Linked DNA regions of Zea mays: region 2 is linked to region 1. Evidence: chromatin contacts called from public Hi-C data. All regions are on one chromosome and are shown on one strand. Each heading gives the region's core, a stretch centred on a gene start, on an enhancer-like site or on the middle of the called end of the contact. The rest is flanking DNA. Distances are from core to core; before and after follow the strand shown. Region 1 has its middle 100 kb from the start of LOC103652966. Region 2 has its middle 35 kb from the start of LOC103652966.

Region 1 (7,944 bases), core at 2,615-5,114:
GCTATTAACAAGCCCGACTTGACCCCTTGTGCCTAGAAGTGTTTCTATCTATCGATCAAAAGGTTTGCACCCTAAGTTCCAATTATATATACTAGCATAGCAATTCTAGTAAAATAAATACTTTATGTAATTACTCAAATTAAAGAAATGATTATATATGCCTTATTATTTTATTGAAGTATCAAAGGGTTGACATTTCCCAGCAGTTTTCATTTAAGTACCCTTGCAAGGGTGCTACTCCCGCTTGATCCGTGCGAGGACAAGTGATCTCTATAAGCTACCTTTTGCCTCTCTAGCATGATTAACTACTCACAACCATGTACCCTTGAGTTTCATCACCCATAAGCTCTTCGAGTGATCACTGAACTCCCGATAGCCACTAAGTTGTATAGGTGATCTCGACCACCAAGAGTGATAAGCACTAATTCTCACTTGACTTTACCAAGTCTAATAAGGGTGGTGAATGCCCACAAGCTACTCTTAATGTGCTATGAGGCTGCTAGTCAAGTGCCTATCAATTCTCAAGTCCCTCACTAGGCAAAGGCTCTTCCTCACTCTTAAATGGGTTCCTTCAACAAGAGTTGTGTCACACCCGGGTGTCAGGGGCACTAAGACCCGGGCGCGAACATAATCACCAGGTGTGCTGGGACCAAGTCTCACACATATGATGAATCATGGCATAGGATCGAATGTCACATATTTACTAAATAATAGGAGTTCTGTACAAAATAAATAAATAATTACATTATAAGAGACAACGGTCCAACAACCCAAAGTTGACTGGGAGACGACGGCCTAGACCTCTCACGAACACATCATAGCATCCTCAAAGCGCCTCATCCTGTGGTACCTGCTCTTGACCTGTGGGGGGGTGTGAGACAGCAAGAGTGAGCTCACATACGTTCATCGCTCAACAAGTTGTGGGGAATAATGTGCATGAACTCGCCAAAGGTGGGAGCTCACGTGAAGTGTAAGGCTTACCAAAGAGGATGGTTAGAGCTGAGCATTGCTTTTAAAGTTGGTCAAAATTTTATTAGCAGTTACTAAGTATAAGTAAATACCAACCCAATTAAAAAAAGTAATAACATCACCTACGATGCAATGCATATGACAAATTGAATTTAGTTCCATAAATTAATCATGTGAGAGTCCGAGCTGCTCATGACCGTGAGCACGGCTAGTATACCAGTTTTACGCTCTACAGAGGTTGCGCATCTTTACCCACAAGTCATGTTACCCATCTGCCAAGGGATCGCGACTTCCCATACACGTCTACCGAGGAGGCGAGGCAGGGTAACACTACGAGGCCTTTACAAAGTTCCACTAGCTTCAGAAAACCCGCTATAGTTTATAGGAAGCTCCAATGCAGGGATCCCTCGCATGATCGCCATCGCAGCAAAATCATCCCAAGGACCTCCCTACACTAACCACTCCCCTACTGCCCTTGCCCCTTTCGGGTAAGGTAGTCTTCCGCTAGCTTTCCTAATTAATCAGCCAAGGGCGTCCCATTAAACCCTTGTGGTAGCACTGTTTTCCCGGGTGGTCGCTCCATGTTCCAATTAACATAATGATCTTATCATGAACAGTAATAATAAATAGATAATAAAAGTGTGATCATGAATAATGTATCTTCATACCCAAAACCACATAAAGCACTAGCAAGTACTACCCAAAAAGTTCAGTGGTAAACAAGGTATAAAGATAATCAAACTAGGGTAACCTATTGGGTCCCATCAAAATTAACCTATGCAGATCATTATGATTAATTAGAACATGAGTGGGTAAAAAGAAGTGATCAAGGGCACAACTTGCCTAGGACTTGAGATTCCAGGTACCAGGATGATCTTCAGGTGACTCGTAACCTCACGCTAGTCGTAGCAATACAACAAACATGGTATAGGCAAAATCAACATTACATCAAACATAAGAACAACTGCATAATAATATTCTACGCGCTGCTACGAGATCGTATAAACAAGAACCACTAAATTCGGAGCTACGGTTATTAAGTTAGGAATTTCTGAAGTTATTTAATACCTAGAATAGAGTTATTCATGTGAATAATTTTAAATCAAGTTTCATGGTTAGACAAAGGTACTAAGTAATAAACAATACTTAAACAAAATTAATGCCACTGGAATGAATCATTTTGGAGCAAAATTCATCAAGTTATGAATTTCCGAAGTTTGGGACATTATTTTGCATTAAAAGAAGTTCTGTATTTAATTTAATAGAATTTTGAGTTATTTGGACTGCGGCAACTATTTAAAAGAAACCTAGGGGGTTCTGCGCAAAAGACACAAAGACACAGAACTCCAACAGTGTGGACTACGGGTTGTTTATAGTTAAATAAGAGGTCTCTTTTGCAAAACGCGCAGGTCGAAAGGGTATCGGTTAAGTCTGGCCGTTGGATCCTGCATCAAGGGCCACGATTAAATTTTCTTACCACCGAACCAGAATGCGATCGCAGCCATCGAATCAACGATCGACGGCCCGAAGGGTTATATGCCTAGATCTAATCTGTGCCCTCCGCAATCGATCCAACGGTTCGATGTTTACCCTTTTCTGGACATATCCCGGCCACAGATGGTTGCAGCAACGGTCCCAGAGCATTTTCTTTCTTCCAGGACGACTCCGGGCGGCTCCCGTAGCTCCGCCGCGGCGAACACGACGGCTTGATCCCGCCACCGCGCTCGACTACCCTATTCACACCCGAGGTCGGTGCAACGCAAGGCAGGAACCCAAAGGATCAGGGTCGATGTGGCTTACCAGTGGGTGAAGCTGGGGTGGCCCTCGGCCAAGGTGCGGTGCGAACCTACGGCGGCGCCAGAGCCCATGGATGGACGAGTGATCGCGCCCGGCGCGTGAGTTCGTAGGAGGAGACCAGCCACACCTAGCCGACCACCAGGGACTCCGCGACAACCTTGTGCAGCTTCATGGCACGATTCAGGTGCCGTCGGGACATGGCCGGAGCACAACTGCGCTGCGCCGAGCCAGATCACACGGAACACAGTGTTGCCGCACGGGCCCCGCCCACGGCGTGAGGCAGAACCGCGATGGCGATCCATCTCAGTTTTCATGGCGACGAGCTCACCGGCGAGTGGGGCGGCGATCCATACCCCAGCCTGGAGCACGACTGCGGCGACACTTACCCAAGCCCCACGGCGACAACGCTCAAGCTTCAATGGAGTAGGAGATAGTTGCGGCGAGGGCGCGAGGCAGCGTGCTGGGAGCAACGAACAACGCGAGAGGCCGCTGGCAGCTTGGGCTAGATCCCGGCGAGGTGCGGACCAGAGCCACGACCGAAGCCGCGAGGCGGTGCCCCCTCAAATCGAGCACCAGAGCTCCACTTTCCCCCTACGGTTTGTGCTATGCAGAGCGGACCAGCAAGTGAACCAAAGGGTCAAGAAGCTCACCAAAGTTCCTGCCGAAGCGACCTTCGACCATGGAGGGGTGCGTCTTGACAATTCCTCACCGCTTCGGCCCCAGAACCGCATGGTGAGGGCATGATAACCATCCGCGTGCCTTTGCGAAGATCACTAGGCCACGACCCTCAATCAGACGCTAGCGAATCGCAATGACCATGGTGCCACGGCGGCGGCGGATGTCCCTGCCCCATAGCTCCTGCTGGCGATTCCATCGGAGGCAATGGCGCCCATGGGGTGGTTGGTCCAGAGGAGGACCCGGTTTTATATGCCGGGAGGAAGAAGGCTGGGCACGAGCTCATCGGATGGATAGGGCAGGATCCGTCCGGAAGTCGCGCGCTTCTGTTCCGAGCCTGCGACCGAGATGGAAGGGGAAGTTGTCGCCACGGGTCCACCCATCAGTGGCACAAGGATTTCTAGGCGTGCACGTGACAGACTGGCATGTAGGGCCCACACGGCTATGGCCAGCATGCAATCGCGGAACAGGGAGAACGGACAGGGAGGCTGCTAGGTGGGGCCAGGCCGTCAGTATTGGCACATGACCAGGTGCGTGCGTCTGTGTGGGTTGGGCTGCGCGCGTCAAGTAGTGGGTCGTGCGGGCCACAGGGTTTTGAGGGCGAGCTGGGCCGAGTGGAAGAAGATCTGGCGTAGGTTTGCTTTTCCTTTTCCCTTTTTATTTCATTTTATTTCTATTTGAATTTCAAATCAACACAAGTTTGAATCCTAAACTTTTACTTTGAGATGCATAAATAAAACACCAACATGAATGCAAAACTATATATATATTTGTTTTATTTTAGTTCATTTATTCATGATTCCAATCATGAAACAGAGAATAGTTCACATCTTAATACTTATAAACTTCAATAAATGCTAATTTATAAAAGAATCTTTTTATTGAATTTTAGTTATAAAACTTTTATTTAAGGAGATGTGACCTCAAATGTTATGGGAATTCTAAAGAAAAAATATTCTAATTCAAGATCTTTGAAAATTTTTACTATATTCTCAAAATGAGATTTAGGGTGTTACAAATCTTACCCCCCTTAACAAAAATCTCGTCCTCGAGATTTGTAAGAAAAGAGATATAGAAAGCCAAATGTTTGGTTGCAGTTTAGCTTCAAGTTTTTTTCAAGTGGTTTTAAGCACAAATGTTTTCTATATACTTTTTAAGTCATTAAATAAGGAAATGGTTAGGAACACGTGGGTATACTATGTTTAGCTATTAGGCAGAAGTAGAGAAGGTTGCGGTAATAAGGATTATGGTAAAGAAGATTCCATTATCGATGGTGGATCTTGACTCATTTGGTGATCCAGCTCCTGCTCTTTGAAGACTTGAGTCGGTGCTTCTCCTTCCTTGACGGGGTTGGTCTTCTTTGGCCCTCATCTTTAGAGTTGCCATCTCTGCTAAGGTATTATGGTTAAGATAGTTGTCGGTGCTTGTGATGGAAAGGCCCAACATGATTTACTTTGCTTTTGGGGTAGATGCATTTAGGTAACTTATCAGGTAGGTTAAGTAGTTTTGCATGACCGAGTTGATCTAAGTCACCAATTTAGGCTTAAGTGAGTTAGGAGTATGGCCTTATCCTTTGTACTAGCATTAGATAACTTACTCTAGATTAGATCATAATAGATTAGATAGAATCCAGATTAGGTTGGTACGACTAGATTAAACTAGTTATGATCTCATTATTTTGGATTAGGTCCTGGTGGTTACTTTAGGATCAGATAAATATAGTGGTTAGGATAAAACGAATCTTTCATGATGAGATGAATTCATTAAGATAAGAGAGAATCTTTTAAGATAAGATGGATCTATTAAAATATGATAGATCTTTTTAAGATGAGATGGATATTGTTAGGCTAGATACTTTATTGAGGGATAATCTAGTTTGTCTAGTTAGTTTTATAAGCATTATGTTTATGCAGATGTAATTGTGGACCTTACTCCACAACTCATCACACTCAATCAAAGATCCAAATCAGACAAATATCATAAGAACAAGCATTCAAGTTCATAGATATTTATATAAAAATAGTTTTGTTTTTGTTCCTAAGAGTAGGTCTCCTATTTCTAAAGTCACTCTAGGTGTAGGATTTCAAAGTGTGAAATCCACATTTGTCTTTAGAAAGAAAAGGTAAGAATAATCAGAGTAAAGCGGAAATAGATGAGAAAAGATTAAGAAAAGTTTAGATAAGAATCAGAGTAGCAAAGGTAAGTAGACAATGGTTGTCCAGTTCTATCTAGGTTTCGTCCTACAGTCAACATTCCTCTGATACCACTTCTGTCACACCCGGGTGTCAGGGGCACTAAGACCCGGGCGCGAACATAATCACCAGGTGTGCTGGGACCAAGTCTCACACATATGATGAATCATGGCACAAGATTGAATGTCACATATTTACTAAATAATAGGAGTTCTGTACAAAATAAATAAATAATTATATTATAAGAGACAACGGTCCAGCAACCCAAAGTTGACTGGGAGACGACGGCCTAGACCTCTCACGAACACATCACAACATCCTCCAAGCGCCTCATCCTGTGGTACCTGCTCTTGACCTGTGGGGGGGGGGGGGGTGTGAGACAGCAAGAGTGAGCTCACATACGTTCATCGCTCAACAAGTTGTGGGGAATAATGTGCATGAACTCGCCAAAGGTGGGAGCTCACGTGAAGAGTAAGGCTTACCAAAGAGGATGGTTAGAGCTGAGCATTGCTTTTAAAGTTGGTCAAAATTTTATTAGCAGTTACTAAGTATAAGTAAATACCAACCCAATTAAGAAAAGTAATAACATCACCTGCGATGCAATGCATATGACAAATTGAATTTAGTTCCATAAATTAATCATGTGAGGGTTCGAGCTGCTCATGACCGTGAGCACGGCTAGTATACCAGTTTTACACTCTGCAGAAGTTGCGCATCTTTACCCACAAGTCATGTTACCAATCTGCCAAGGGATCGCGACTTCCCATACACCTCTACCGAGGAGGCGAGGCAGGGTAACACTACGAGGCCTTTACAAAGTTCCACTAGCTTCAGAAAACCCGCTACAGTTTATAGGAAGCTCCAATGCAGGGATCCCTCGCATGATCGCCATCGCAGCAAAATCATCCCAAGGACCTCCCTACACTGACCACTCCCCTACTGCCCTTGCCCCTTTCGGGTAAGGTAGTCTTCCGCTAGCTTTCCTAATTAATCAGCCAAGGGCGTCCCATTAAACCCTTATGGTGGCACTGTTTTCCCGGGTGGTTGCTCCATGTTCCAATTAACATAATGATCTTATCATGAACAGTAATAATAAATAGATAATAAAAGTGTGATCATGAATAATGTATCTTCATACCCAAAACCACATAAAGCACTAGCAAGTACTACCCAAAAAGTTCAGTGGTAAACAAGTTATAAAGATAATCAAACTAGGGTAACCTATTAGGTCCCATCAAAATTAACCTATGTAGATCATTATGATTAATTAGAACATGAGTGGGTAAAAAGAAGTGATCAAGGGCACAACTTGCCTGGGACTTGAGATTCCAGGTACCAGGATGATCTTCAGGTGACTCGTAACCTCACGCTAGTCGTAGCAATACAACAAACATGGTATAGGCAAAATCAACATTACATCAAACATAAGAACAACTGCATAATAATATTCTACGCGCTGCTACGAGATCGTATAAACAAGAACCACTAAATTCGGAGCTACGATTATTAAGTTAGGAATTTCTGAAGTTATTTAATACCTAGAATAGAGTTATTGTTGTGAATAATTTTAAATCAAGTTTCATGGTTAGACAAAGGTACTAGGTAATAAACAATACTTAAACAAAATTAATGCCACTGGAATGAATCAATTTGGAGCAAAATTCATCAAGTTATGAATTTCCGAAGTTTGGGACATTATTTTGCATTAAAAGAATTTCTGTATTTAATTTAATAGATTTTTGAGTTATTTGGACTGCGGCAACTATTTAAAAGAAATCTAGGGGGTTCTGCGCAAAAGACACAAAGACACAGAACTCCCACAGTGTGGACTGCGGGTTGTTTATAGTTAAATAAGAGGTCTCTTTTGCAAAACGCGCAGGTCGAAAGGGTATCGGTTAATTCTGGCCGTTGGATCCTGCATCAAGGGCCACGATTAAATTTTCTTACCACCGAACCAGAATGCGATCGCAGCCATCGAATCAACGATCGACGGCCCGAAGGGTTATACGCCTAGATCTAATCTGTGCCCTCCGCAATCGATCCAACGGTTCGATGTTTACCCTTTTCTGGACATATCCCGACCATAGATGGTTGCATCAACGGTCCCAGAGCATTTTCTTTCTTCCAGGACGACTCCGGGCGGCTCCCGTAGCTCCACCGCGGCGGACACGACGGCTTGATCCCGCCACCGCGCTCGACTACCCTATTCACACCGAGGTCGGTGCAACGCAAGTCAGGAACCCAAAGGATCAGGGTGGCTTACCAGTGGGTGAAGCTGGGGTGGCCCTCGGCCAAGGCGCGGTGCGAACCT
Region 2 (7,944 bases), core at 2,817-5,316, 140 kb after region 1:
CAATTAGCCGATATCTTTACCAAGCCATTAGATGAGAAAACATTTACCAAACTTAGGCATGAGCTAAATATTCTTGATTCTAGAAATTTTGATTGATATTTTGCACACATAGCTCATTTATATACCTTTGATCATATCTCTTTCATGTGCTATGACTAATGTGTTTTCAAGTGAATATTATGCTAAGTCATAGATTGAAAGGGAAATGGAGTCCTCGGTGAAAACAAAAGGCTTCCACTCCACTCCATCGAATTATTCATCCTTCACCGTCGCTCCACACCGTTCTCCAATTTGGTATAATCTTCACTCCTATATTATTTACCAAAGGGGGAGAAAAGTTTAAAAGGGGCTTATATTTCACTCACAAGTATCCGTTTTTGGTGATTCATGCCAAAGGGGGAGAAAGTATTAGCCCAAAGCAAAAGGACCGCACCACCACCAATTTCAAAAATGTAGTCTTTCAAATTTGTGTTAAGAAAAGATTTTTCAAATTGGTATCTTATTTTTGATATAATTTCAAATTGGTATACCCTCTTCAAAATTAGTATCTAAAAGCCTCTTGAACACTAAGAGGAGGATTTCATTAAGGGGGAGTTTTGTTTAGTCAAAGGAAAAGCATTTGAAACAGGGGAGAAAATTTCAAATCTTGAAAATGCTTCTCAAAATCTTATTCATATACCTTTGACTATTTGCAAAAGACTTTGAAAAGAATTTCCAAATTTTGCAAAACAAAACATGTGGTGCAAGCGTGGTCCAAAATTTTAAATAAGAAGAAAGCCATCCATGCATATCTAGTAGAAATAATTATTGGTTTCATTCCAAGCAACCTTTGCACTTACATTATGCAAACTAGTTCAATTCTGCACTTATATATTTGCTTTAGTTTGTGTTGGCATCAATCACCAAAAAGGGGGAGATTGAATGGGAAATAGGCTTACACATTTTCCTAATTGATTTTGGTGGTTGAATTGCCCAACACAAATAATTGGACTAACTAGTTTGCTCTAGATTATAAGTTTTACAGGTGCCAAAGGTTCACAACAAACCAATAAAAAGACGAAGAAAGGGTTCAAACAAAGAGAGCAAAAGACAACCCAAAGGCAGCCCTGGTCTGGCGCATCGGACTGTCCGGTGTGCCACCGGACAGTGTCCGGTGCACTAGGGAACCCAACTCCAAACTTGCCACCTTCGAGAATTCTAGGAGCCACTCCGCTATAATTTACCGGACTGTCCGGTGTGCCAGCAGAGTAACGGCTACACAGCGCCAATGGTCGTCTGCAACGGAACATTAAAAGTGAACAGTGCGCGCTTGTGCGCGCAGAAGTCAGAGCAGCGCTAGAAGGCGCACCAGACAGTGAATAGCGACTATCCGGTGAACCACCGGACTGTCCGGTGGCCCACATGTCAGAAGCTCCAACGGTCAGAACCCAACGGCCTGGTGACGTGGCTGTCCGGTGCGCCATACGACAGAAGCCTTCACCCACGGTCAACTTGGTGGTTGGGGCTATAAATACCCCTAACCACCACACTTCAATGCATCCAAGTTTTCAGCCTTCAAACCTCATACAAGAGCTCTAGACTTCATTCAAAGACACAAACAAGAGATCAAATCCTCTCCCAAGTCCAAAGATCATTCCAATCAAATAGTGACTAGTGAGAGAGACAATTGTGTTCATTTGAGCTCTTGCGCTTGGATTGCTTTTCTTCTTCCTTCTTTCTTGTGTTCAACTCACTTGTAATCAAAACAAGAGACACCAAGTTGTGGTGGTCCTTATGGGGACTTAGTGTCCCGATTGTTTGAGAAGAGAAGCTCACTCGGTCTAGGTGACCGTTTGAGAGAGGGAAAGGGTTGAAAGAGACTCGGTCTTTGTGACCACCTCAACGGGGAGTAGGTTTGCAAGAACCGAACCTTGGTAAAACAAATCACCGTGTCATCCGCTCTTATTCGCTTGTGATTTGTTTTCACCCTCTCTTTCAGACTCGATTATATTTCTAACACTAACCCCGGCTTGTAGTTGTGCTTAAAGTTTATAAATTTTAGATTTGCCTATTCACCCCCCTCTAGGCGACTTTCAGCAGTTGACCCCGCTATGTTCCATACTCCTATGAGTATCAAAGTTGTAGTTAGATGTTGATAATGCATCTGGTATAACACATGCTATCTCTTCTCTGTGCAGGGCCAATCTGGGGCGGCATCCAACAACCCTAATGAAGGGTTCAGCCCAACGCAGCACCAGACCAACCGCCCACCTCCATGAGTGCCGAGTTATGTTTTTAGTGTTTCAAACACAAAACTTATGTTGAATACTTGTCAGAGCTTGTGAACTTGTGTTGATACTTTTGAACTTCTGTTAATACTGTTTGTGTTGAGAACCTCTCAACTTATGTTGAATACTTATGTCAGAATTTGTGTTAATACTGTTTGTGTTGGCTATATATGTCCGTGATCATCTGTGATGTATATATGTGATATCTGTGAAATATCTTTTGTTTGTTTGGATGGAATAGGGAAAACAAATTAAAAAGGTGCCTACTGGTCACTTTGCCGAGTGTGACACTCGGCAAAGAGGTGCTTTGCCGAGTGTCAGAGCTGTTGCACTCGGCAAAGAACCAAGACCTAGGCACCGATATAGGTTCTTTGCCGAGTGTAATGGCTCTGGCACTTGGCAAAGAAGCACGCTTTGCCGAGTGCCATACCAAGTACTCGGCAAAGGACCTGACATGGGGACCCTCTCTGGCGGATTCTTTGCTGAGTGTCTTAGGTGGCACTCGGCAAAGGTGGATTCTTTGCCGAGTGTCACCGGGGCACTCGGCAAAGACGCCGTCTCCGTCACCCGTCGTCGTAATGGCTGCTTTTCTTTGCCGAGTGCTCTCTGGCACTCGGCAAACCACTTTGCCGAGTGCCCGAGAAAAAGTACTCGGCAAAGAGGGCTTTGCTGATGCACTGTGTGCCGAGCCCTCTTTGCCAAGTGCGACACTCGGCAAAGCCTTTGCCGAGTGTTTTTAAGGCTTTGCCGAGTGCTTCAGGCACTCGGCAAAGCCGTCAATTCCGGTAGTGCCTTCTAGTCGAACAGAGCATAAAAGAAGTCTTAAGCCGCTGAAAAACATAAATAAAGTTAGGTGAATACTTACGTATTCTGCAAGCCCATTCTAGCCAGTAAAAAGAGAGGGACATATATAGTACATGCTTGGTACGCTGGAGTTATGAGTCACTCATTATTTTTCTTTAGAAAAGGCATCATCTTGGTATTTTACTCAGAGAAGAGTGGAGTAACACATTTTCTTACTCAACCACCACTGAGCTTCCCGCTCCTGGGACATCATTTTCTTTTCCAAAAACACTCACACATTTCCCCTTCCTTTTCGAAAATAAAACACTAATTGTCATACCATACCAGATTCATCCATGCCAGTGGACAAGACTATTCGAATAGGTTTCAAAGTCTGTGTAAAGGTGTACACTTTACCCACTAATCTGGCTCTGCGTCTCACTGCCATAAGACCCTACCGTAACACTCAAAATCATATTTTGTGAGGTATAAAAGTTCTCCAAAAGAATTTGAGATAAAATGACATCTATAAAAGATTTTTTATAAAACATATCTCTTTCATTTAAATAAATAATAATAAGTAGTAAATGTTGAATTGTGGAAGAACCTTTAAAATTTACATTCAAAATGGTATTTCTTAATAATGTGTGTACTTCACATTTGAAATATATATTTCTAAATAAGTGAATAAGTGAATAATATATAAATAAAATATAAGACTGTACATACATGCTGGAATTCTTTGAATGTTGCATTTATATTTGAATTGTTAAATTCAAATTTGAAAACGATGTGAATTCAAAATTTTAAATAGGGAATTTAAAAAGGGAAGAAATTAGAAAATAGAAAACAAAAAGAAAAAAAATCAAACTATCTCGTGGGTCGATTTCAGCTTCTGGCTCACTTACATCGCCAGCTCGGCCCAGCGGCTTGCGTCAGCCTTCCTCGCAGCGTCGTGCCCGATCTCCCTGTTTCTCACTGACCACTCGGGCCCGCTCTCCAGTCATCCCTCGCGGCGCGCGTGGGTTCCTTTTGTCGCTGACATCACGGGCCCATTCCCCATCCTCATCCAACCGCTCAGGCATGCGCGTGTGGGTTTAGGGTCTATGGACCGGGGGACTTGCCCGGTCAGTCTTCCTCGCCGTGGCCACCCATGGCTATAACAGTCGCCGAAAATGTCGCGCGCCCAAGCTGGCAAAACGGTCTCAACTGTCTGGCCTACCTTCGCGCGAGCTTATAAAACCTCAGGGCACAACTTTCGTTCGGATCTGGGTGTATTGCGTTGGCTGGCCATCGTCCGGTGAGAGAAGGCATTGAGAGAGCGAAGCGAGAGAGAGAAAGGAAGAACCACCGTAGTTGTGCCACCGCCGTTCAAGCCCCGGTGGTGAAGAGTAAAGCACCGCCCATGCTAGTGGAGGTCGACCGCGGCATCGCTCGATTTTGTGATGACTCGATGTCGCCGCAATTTCTCACCGGAATCCGGAATCAGCCGAGGGTTCGCGCCACATTGGACCGACCCTTTTCCCATCGCCATTCGCCGGTGAGATACCTCCTATCTAGTTTGTCGTGCTCTTCTCTCTCTATTTCGCGGGGTCATGCATGATTTAGATCACTGCGGCGAGGTATGGGCGTAATCACGACGAGCTAGTCGACGGGTGGCACGCGGCACTGCCGTGTGTTGTGCCAAGAAAGAAGAAGGGGGCATCGTCGATCAGAGAACGAACAACCGTGATTAAATCTGGGCATACCCCCTCTCTCCATCCAACTATGGCCGTAGATCTGCATGGGAGCGGTTGGATTTCACCCCGGGTTAGATGTCGCTCGCATGTGATCAGAACCACCTTATCGGAATCGTGCGGCTCAGATAAAAACCTATGTATCGCTTTGTGGTAGGGTTGCGGTGGCCATTGATCCGACCGTGGATGCCTCGGATTCGATCGCGGTCGTTTAAAGTTCGAACCCTTGATCCCAGATCTGGCGTCTCTGATCGCATCACGATCCGATCCAGGGTAGTTTTGATCGTGGCCGTCGAATTCTAATCTGATAGCCTTGGATGCTTAGTACCCCTTCGACCGTGCCATAATGCAAAAGAGCCCCTTCCCTTTTCTGCAATCAACCCGCCGCACAGAGATAGTTATAGGGAATTACAGTCAAGTCCTGGATTTTATGAATTCAACTCTAGGCTTTCTAGAATTTATGGCGCAATCCAGGGATTTAATAAATTAAGTAAATTAATATAGAAAATGGTTTTTAGTATAAAAATATTTCCAGAAACTTGTTTAATTCATATTTAATTCATTCTAACACCTTTTTGATCCATTTCAGTTGCATTAAATTTGTAATAATATTGTTTATTATCTGGTAACCCTGTTTTGTCATGAAATATAGGTTAAATTTATGCACCTAATTTATTCTATATCTAACACTTAAAACTTCGGAAAATCATAACTCTTTAACTGTAACTCCAAATTTAGTGATTCTTGAACCTTGGATCTCGTTACGATGTGTAAATCATTATTATGCAGTTTGTTCTTATGATTGGTGTGAGGTTAATTTTACCTATACCATGTTTGTTTGTATTGCTATGAGTAGCAGCGAGGTTACGAGTCACTTGAAGATTAACTTGGAGAAGTACATGTGAATCTCAAGTCTAAGGCAAGTTTTGCCCTTGTTGGAACTTGCCTTCCTGGGCAAGTAGATTCAACGGGAGAGTGGAGAGAGTGTTTGCAAAGTTCAACGGGGAATGACAATAGCTCTGTTAATCTGGCCACTCAAGGGCACTGTACGGGGGTATTTATAGGCACCCGAGTGACCACCATCCTCTAGCAAGGATGTTTATGCCCTCGGGTACCTAGATTATCCCCGGAATATTCTCACAGGGGGAGGTTACAGACCATCATTATAGAAAAGGCTATTACAGACGCGGCCCGTACATGCTTATCCGCGTGGGGCCCGTTACAGTGGGCTGAATCCCACATGGGCCTTCGGAGGCGATGAGGACGTGGGACCAGCAGACTTCGACGGAGCCTTGCCTTCGTCTTGCAATGGAGAGGACGAAGGGCGACCGTGGCGGTCCTCACCCAACTAGCTCCCTCGGCTCGCTCGGGCGTGGTCTTCGTTGGTGTAGCGAGGCGATGAAGGCATCGAGCGAAGGGTAGTGTCGCCTTCGCCCCAACATTTGCCCTCCAAGGGACCAGTTCGACTAAGTCATCTGGTGCCGAAGACGTCGCTAGATGGTGGAGACGCTGCCTTCGCTCGAAGTGGTCCCGCGGGGTTTTTGAGGTGACCGTTGATGGACGTGGCACTGTTGGACTGCATGTTTCCCGAAGCGCCGCGTCTTGTCTATAAAAGGCGGCACGACCGGGGCTGTTTCTTACCCTTGCGTGCGCTGGAAAACCCTAACTTTTTCAAACCGCTCGCCTGCCCTCCTTGTTCTTCTGCTTCGGAGATCTGGCCCGCGCCAAGCAGACCACGCGCCGCCGCCGACGATACGTAGCAATGTCTTCTTCCTCATTTGCTGCGAGTGTGTCATCGGCCAATCCATCGTCCGAGGATACCCTGAGTGATTTGGTGGCGACGGAGTTGCAGCCGGGCCACACAGTGGAGTTCGGCACCTTGAGGATTTCCTCGGTTCACGTGCAGGAGATGCAGCAGCTTGGGTACTTTGGTGACGGTGTTGGGCGCGTTCTGGGTGCTAAGGAGATTTCTGAGCCTGAGGGCGAATTAGTTGTGTTCGAGACATTCTTCATCATCGGCCTTCGCCTACCGGCGCATCGTTTTGTGGTGGAGGTCTTGCAGAGGTTCGACGTCTAGGTCCACCAGTTGACACCTAACGCCATGGTTGCCCTGGCGAAGTATGTCTGGGCGGTGACTTCATACGGCGGTCAGCCGTCCGTGGAGGTCTTCGCCAAGAACTATTGTCTGCACTAGCAAAAGAGGAAAATTGGAAATAAGATTGCACAATTTGGATCGTGCACCTTCACGCCGAGGACCGGAAAGACTTTGGCGGAAGTCGTGGAAATAGTCCCCTGCGCTCGAAACAAGTGGGGCAACTGGTGGGACTATTGGTTTTATGTCTCGAGTGGGGAAGTCGAAGATCTCCAGGGCTCCCTGCGGCCGTTATGTGCTCCCACTATTACGTGGTGTTCCCACCGTTTGAGGTGGCGGAGGACGATGAGGACGAAGGGGCCCTCCAGTATGTTGCCCGCATGAGTAGCGGGCGTGATCTGGTTGAGGAGTTTATTGGATATGGAGTATGGCCATTGGCGCACGACTGGGTACTTGGCGAAGTGTGCCCTCGCCAGATGCCTACCTTGGGTGAGCAGTTGGTGCGAAGTCCTACCTTCGCCTTGGATTTGCGCGGCCAGAACCCAGCCGCGTTTGTGCGTGAATTAGAGGATGGAGTAGTGAGAATTGTGGGGCGATATGTGCCGAGGACGGAGACTTTGCGGAGTTGGGATATTCGCGGTTCCAATGTTCGTTTGAACCGTGTTTTTAGTTGAATCGTCTTCCATATGGTGGTTACCCGGGAGACGACGCTGCTGCTACTGTCGATCGCAAGGGAAAAAAGGCGGTGGCTGCGGTTGAGGAAGGCCCTTCACGGGGAGTTGTGCCGGTTGCGGGCACTAAAAAGAGAAAACTAGGTACTGCAGCTGAGGGGTTGGGGGTCTCCGATCATTTTGCTGTGGATTTAATGGGAACTTGTGTGGCCCCCGGTGGAAGGATGTCTTCGCCCGAGCTCCGGGAATCTTCGGCGCGAATGCTGGAGGTTACCGGGGGTCGTTGGCCGAGGAATGTTTCGATCCCCCGGGCAGCCGGCGATGACATGTTTACGTCTCGCTTAGCCCGTGAGATGAAGATTTTTCCTTATGGACGGAATATTGCTGCTGTTGTA

The links. A called contact is a pair of places that touch in the nucleus more often than the background predicts.
Region 2: a contact with region 1 is called in a Hi-C map of leaf mesophyll, with 2.1 times the contacts expected there. The contact joins two enhancer-like sites. A contact is called at or near these places in 3 of 25 Hi-C or Micro-C datasets (bundle sheath, endosperm and leaf mesophyll).

What each region holds. Positions count from the first base shown.
Region 1 is chr4:26,077,882-26,085,825 of Zm-B73-REFERENCE-NAM-5.0, forward strand. No RefSeq gene overlaps it. Among protein-coding and RNA genes, the nearest start is that of LOC103652966, 100 kb to the right of the region's middle. Within about 2 kb of position 3,865, at least 18 of the 20 cell types and tissues checked have an H3K27ac peak or open chromatin away from gene starts, as enhancers often do. A contact at or near this core is called in bundle sheath and leaf mesophyll, where this site is marked.
Region 2 is chr4:26,217,570-26,225,513 of Zm-B73-REFERENCE-NAM-5.0, forward strand. No RefSeq gene overlaps it. Among protein-coding and RNA genes, the nearest start is that of LOC103652966, 35 kb to the left of the region's middle. Within about 2 kb of position 4,067, at least 17 of the 20 cell types and tissues checked have an H3K27ac peak or open chromatin away from gene starts, as enhancers often do. A contact at or near this core is called in bundle sheath and leaf mesophyll, where this site is marked.